2 separate regions of the Mus musculus genome follow, and region 2 is linked to region 1. Evidence: chromatin contacts called from public HiCAR-type data. All regions are on one chromosome and are shown on one strand. Each heading gives the region's core, a stretch centred on a gene start, on an enhancer-like site or on the middle of the called end of the contact. The rest is flanking DNA. Distances are from core to core; before and after follow the strand shown. Region 1 holds the start of Camsap2 (calmodulin regulated spectrin-associated protein family, member 2). Region 2 holds the start of Lhx9 (LIM homeobox protein 9).

Region 1 (3,093 bases), core at 378-2,877:
CCTAAAGCAAGAGCTGAGGAATTACAGCAGGAGGTCCCTTTCCTGTTATTCTGCGAAGGCTGGGTCAGAGAGAGAGTGTTTAATTACTGCTGTACTACAGGATTTCTATGTCAACAACACATCCCTGCCCCAAGCCCCCCCAAAAAACCACTTCTACTTCAAAAAAGAAAAATTCAAAGGAAGGAGGGGTTGTTTATCTGATTTTATGACGTCAAAATACATTTGGAAAAGGAAATATGCCTCAGTGACATTAAGTGAAAAAGCACTATCCAGTCAGAAAACTAAAAGTGGTTTTAATGGGTGGCTTAACGAGAATTTGGAATGTGTATGAAAGGCTGTGAGAGGAGTAAGGAACGCCTACAAAAGATACTGCACTTCAACACTGACCACCTTTCATCCTACATAGCCTGACTAGCAACCACCATTACAAATGTCAAGATCAATATAGTACCCCACCTTCTTCCAGTAATAAGCTCAGATTTCTTGGTATGGTAACCACAATTATGACCGAAAGGGAAACGTATGCAAGATAATAAGGAAAACACCACACATTAGAGCCATTTTGGGAAAACACGATAATTTGCTCGCGGAATTTAGACACACGCTATTCAATAAAAGGAACCCGGTCAACCCCTCCCGCGTCAGTCAAGGGCACCTCATTTAAGACCAAACCTGCCTTCTTTCTTTCTCCTAGAGCTCGTCTCCCGTCATCTCCCTAAACCTGTACCGGAAGATACACATGGGGGAGGGGGCTGGAATCAGGAACAAAAACTGGGATGTGGACAGCATCGGGAGGAAGAGGAAAGGGACGACACCACTTACCTGTCCCAAAGGCTTTGGCCACCAGCCAGGCCAGATTGCAGGCGATTTTGGCCCTGGAGAAGTCATAGTGGTCAAAGGGTTTGATGGCTGGAACAATGAACGTCCTTCTCATCTCCCGCGGGTCTGCAGCATCCCCCATCTTTCACGGCGGCTGGTTGGGATGGAGGGACGACGGCCTTCACATGGTGTGGCGGAGAGAGGAGTTCAGATCGTCCGCGCCGGTCGCGGCCCTCCCGGGCGCCGGGCACGGAAAAGCTCAGCTGTGCTCGTCGCGAGTCCGCCGCCCGCGGGAGCCGCCGCGGCCCCGGGCATAGACGTGAGGCGGCACCCGGCCGCGCTCGCTCCGGCCCGGGTCTGCCCCTCCGCCTCCCCTTTGTCTCCGTTTAGTCACACGGGCTCGCAGGAGGGTGGCGGCTGAGAGGGCCCGGAATGCTCGGGCGGGGGCAGCCTGGACGATCACGTCGCGGACAGTGTCCCCGCCATGGCGGAGCGCGCACGCCCCGCCTCACTCACGGCCGCCCCTCGGGCCGCGGGACCCGCCGCGGAAAACGTCAGAATCGCTGCAGCGCGCGAGCCGCCCGCGGCCCGGCGCTTCTCCGGCGCTCCGATCGCCGCCGCCCGCCTCCTCGGCGCAGCTCAGGGCCAAGGCAGCGGCCTGGGGGAGGCCGCAAATCAAATCACGGGCCCTCGGCTCCTGCCTTATCGGGCTTGTCCTCGTATTTTCCGCTACCCCTCCCGTGGCCGGACGCCTCGCTCCCCTTCAGCCGCCGCCGCCGCCGTCGCTGCGGTTTTCCGGCTGCGGCACTGGATGGAAAGAGCAGATGGGAACACTGAGCATGCGCCTGGCGCGCCCGGCCCCGCCCCCGCCGCTGTCTTGCGCCGCCATGCGCACTGAGCATGCCCAGCCTCGCTGCCGCCCGCGATGGGCTCCGCGCCCCTATCCATTAATCAGCACAGTGCCCGCTGGATTGGACGTTCTGTACATCCGCAGCTTTGGGCTGCTGCCGCCGACACTGCTGGACGAGGGAAGGAAAGAAAGGGAGAGGAGAGGCTTTTCTCCTCCCGCTACACGTGGTTCAGCCAAGAGAATTGATATTTGTTTCAAATGCTGCTTATGTCACACGCGTATTGCTGAGAATTTGCCTTGCACACCCATTTAATCCTTGCAGTAACCCTGAGAGAGGTGATACAGCTGGTTGACCACGAAATTATGGAGGGATGCAGTAACTTAAGTCACCCATGGGGTTTAACCAGGGTTGAAGGTCAGGTTTAAACTCTCCAAAGCTGTATACATTTCACGTCATGACGTTTTAACTTGATACTCCCCACTTAAGTTTTCTAAGTGAAGGATCCGGTTTTTTGGTACCTTCTGTTTCCTCGTAGAAAGAAACATAAACCCTTCCACAAAGAACATCCACAATTATGATTTGTCGCAGTTCGTCTTGCCAGAACTCTCTCCGTTCCCCCACATGGGTATGCTTTCTCAGAGCTGTGCGCTGCCTGTCTCTGTGGTCTCTGTCCACAGTAGTCACTCCCTCCAGAAAGCCTTCCCTGATACTGCCAACTTCCCGTGCAGAACTGATTCCAGAGCAATGTATGTCCTTTATGTCATAACTTGTCACACTGCATTCCAACCACCAACTGTCTTTAGCTTTCAAGCTGACTTGCCTTGTCTCTGACACCTATATGATGCTAAACCTCACAGTAGTTGCTCTATCAATGTCTAGGGTCAAAGGGAGAATGTTACTGTAGTTAACACCGAGTTTGGTTAACTTTCTAATTCCCCACTTCTTGTTTTAACACATCTGATTTTAATTTATGTAATCCTGGGTGGTTTTCATTTTACAGATGAGAGAGCTAAGAGTCAGAAAAGCCTCTTAAATTGCAGATATAGTAAAGGCATAGTCACAGTCTGAACCCAGAACTATCTTACTTTGTACGACTAGGGCCTCCCTATTATCATCAGCCGTTAAGATGGGAGACATATGAAACATGAGGGGAGGCGTTTTGATCCCTACTATCGAAAAGGGCAGCTCCAGGAGCAAGCCCCTCCCTTTTGATTTCTGTTTAATCCCCAGAAACACTCCTCCTTGAACCCAATAAGGCATTACAGATAAGCCCCACTAACAATGCCAAGCAGGAAAAAAGGCACTAGAAATAATATGCCATTGGGTGATTGGCATATTTTTTTAGTAATTCAATTAATATTAATAGGGTTTTTCTCATGGGCAAGCCCCTTTGAAAAATTAATGTATTAACTGGTTTGTCAAA
Region 2 (3,093 bases), core at 439-2,938, 2.5 Mb after region 1:
GTGGTTGCCGCTTTTAAAATAAAGTAGCCATTACAAGTAAAAAGTTCACCGCTGGACCCTTTCCTCAGACTAGCAGAAACAGTCCGGGCTTCCCTTATTACATTCTGGTGGGCATGGGAAGGATAAATTTCGTCCTTTACTCAGATATTGGATTCTCACTGAATTAATTATACAAATAGCGACAGTGGACTATTATCCCAAAACCTCGCTGTTCTTGTCTAGAGCCCTCTCGGGTCAGTTTGAGCTACAGTCCTTGCTGTTATACAGAGGGTCTACAAAGCACTCTTTGCCCGGAATCATCTCCGCAGACTTCTGTAGTTTTTTCCCCCTTTGGTGCGTGGAAGGGGGACATGTTTAGGTTACTAGTATTTTCACGAAGACATAATAACTGCTGTTACGAATAGGAACCGCAATAGTAGATTCCATCTCTTGAGGTTGTAGCGCTCATGTTCTTGCTTTTAGACTAGGGACCCGCTCCTTCGCATTTTATTTGATTTGATTTCCCACTATCCAATACACTGGTCCCATAAGGAAGAGAAACGCAATTTTTGTGACGACCAGAGCAGCTGAACTGTCCTGCAGAGCCCCTAACAATCTCTGGTTTCGGGTGCTGAGCTCCGAAGAATGGGAAAAGGACCAGAACGTTGAGGTCTACTCTGAAGGTCTTGTCTTCTATCCCAGGGCAAGGACGCCAGGCCGGTAAGTAGTCCCCCTATTAACTGCACCAAGGCTTGCCCTGGGGGCGGGCGGATCCGGCCTGGCGGCCAGGTCGCGGGAGACTGGAGTTTGTGGTTGGCAGGGAGCACGCCCGCTCCTTCCAAGGCCCGCTGCCCTGTCGGCTCGGGATCAGCTGCTATACAAAGACTGGAGAGCTCAGGACTACAACATCTTAGACACCTCGATTCGGAAAGGGAACCTTGCCTAGCAAGCACGCCTCTCGTGAAAACCTTGCGAACATCCCTAGGCAAAAGTCCCCGGGACCCGCCATCCCCAACCTGGGCGGACCGGGAGACTCGCTGTTTCCCGGGCGCCGCGCCCGGACTGGTCCTTACCGCGTCGCGGCCGTTGAGCTGAGTGCCTTTGGTCAGACGGGCCTCAGTCTTGGATCTGCGCTCCATCTCCTCCATGATACCTTGGATGTGGCCTCCGGAGATTCCGTGGAAGAGCATGGCTGGGGGGCGGAAAGGACACGAATTGTTTTCGGCTCGGCACCCCACTATTTCCATAAACACACGCCTGGGGCTCTCAGTTCATTCGAGTGAAGAAGCAAAAGCGACCGCACAGGGCTGCGCGATGCAGAAGCGTAGAGACGCGTTGGGGAACAGGGACAAGAGAGGAAAGAAGAAAACGACAGAGTAGAAATAGCTCTACTTGAGAGGGAAAAGACCGAGGCAAAAGAACGACGGGGAAGGGGGCGGGGGGGGGGGATATCCAGGGTTTTCCAGAAGGAGATGTGCAGAAAACAAACAAACGCGGACGGAGGGAAAAGCAGGCGATTCTAACTGCAGCGAGAGATCGAGTTACTAATGGAAAACAACTGCCGAGGGGGGTTGAAGTGGGGGGGAGGAAAACAAAATCTAAGGAAGAAAGAAAAATAGTTTTGAACACAAAGAAAGAGAACGAAGTGCTAGATTCAGCGGTCCCCGGCTGCCTGCAAGTTCCCAGTGCCTGTAGGTTGCGTTGGGGACTGCTCCAGCCGGAGCTGTGTCCAATTTGTTAAGAGACTAAAGCCAGCCCATTTTTGATAATTTAGTAGGAGGAGTCCTCTCCCTGGAGCTGCCACGGATTTTTATTCAGACAACAAAGACCTGTCATACCTCCTCTCAACCCCCTGGTGATGGGCAAGCAGGGACAAACATTACAAAGGGGTGGGGGACTGGGGGAAAGGCAGAAGGAGGGGGTCTTTACCCCCTCCCCACATGCGCGCCTGCACACACACACACACACACACACACACACACACCCTCAAGCATACATCTTTCCAAGAGTTCCCAACAGTCATGTTTTCAAAGCGGTAAAGGAGCCCTTATTGTCCGCATCCTGGATTTGATCCTAGTTTATCCGACCCCAGCCAGGAGTGCACAGAAGATCAGTTCCAAACCTTAAGTTTCCTTCTCATCTACAGACTTTTTTAAATCCCCGTTTTACAAGACTGTCACCAGAAATGTATAAAAACCCCACAGACTTTGAATCACTCCACGGAAACGGTACTTTTAATGTATGCTCCCTTGCTCCCCATCTCTTCTTAACTTACTTATTAAAAGCACTCTTCAGACAGTTGTCTGCTTGCCTAACCTCCCCGAGGGCAGGCGGTGCCACCAGGCTCTGAGACGTCCACCAAAGTGAAAAAGGGGCGTGGAGAGCCTACTTTTCTGAGTAATACTTTTGGAAATATATATATTTACTATATATATATATACATATATATAGTAAATTTTTCGAGTGTACAGGCCAGGACATGCTTTTGTAGACTGTATACTTAACAGAACCTTGACCGTGGAGCGGGTTACTCTTTTACCTAATTCTAGATTGAAGGTAAACTTGGAATTCTAGAGTCCCCTTTGGAATTTGTCACCGTGCACAGGTCTTGGGTGAGCTGGATGCCCGACTAGGGTAGGACGACGAGGCAATAGCCGCTAGTGTTCCACACACTTAGAAGGGTGTGAAAGAGGCTCTGGGTGGAGGCGGGGAAGTGAGAACTAACAGGCAGGATGGCAGACTGCTCCTCACAAGAGATGGTATTGTTCTGTCGCCCTCTGTTCTAGTTAGCTCGGCCCTTCCCCTCCCTCTGGACCCATTAAAACGTGTCCACAATACCGCAATACTCTGATATTGTGGATTCACTGAAACGACCACGGGGTGGGGGTGGGGGGAGTCCTAGGATCGTGATGCCAGGAGCAGCGACGGGAACTTAATCCGAAAGGGAAGAAAGCCTGGCCGCTCCCGCTCCTCTCTGCCTGCTCGCCAGTCTCGGCTTCACCACCACTTCTCGGGCTTGCGGGCGAGCATCGGGGCTTCTGTCTAGAAAGCTGGAGAAGCACCCCGCGGCACCGCCGCCTCCCTCCACCCAGGCGGCTCCACGTGGAACTTTAA

What was found. HiCAR-type assays count read pairs that join an accessible place to other places.
Region 2: a HiCAR-type map of astrocytes shows a contact between it and region 1, with 6 times the contacts expected there. The contact joins the promoter of Lhx9 here to the promoter of Camsap2 in region 1. A contact is called at or near these places in 1 of 39 promoter capture datasets (liver) and 1 of 115 datasets of contacts at active chromatin or transcription factors (astrocytes).

The regions. Positions count from the first base shown.
Region 1 is chr1:136,344,477-136,347,569 of GRCm38.p6, forward strand. Camsap2 (calmodulin regulated spectrin-associated protein family, member 2) reads right to left here and starts at 1,628. Exons shown (of 18, transcript NM_001347109.1): 1 at 823-1,628. The coding sequence starts at 961.
Region 2 is chr1:138,840,756-138,843,848 of GRCm38.p6, forward strand. It overlaps Lhx9 (LIM homeobox protein 9), which reads right to left and starts at 1,689. Exons shown (of 5, transcript NM_001042577.1): 1 at 1,053-1,689. The coding sequence starts at 1,226.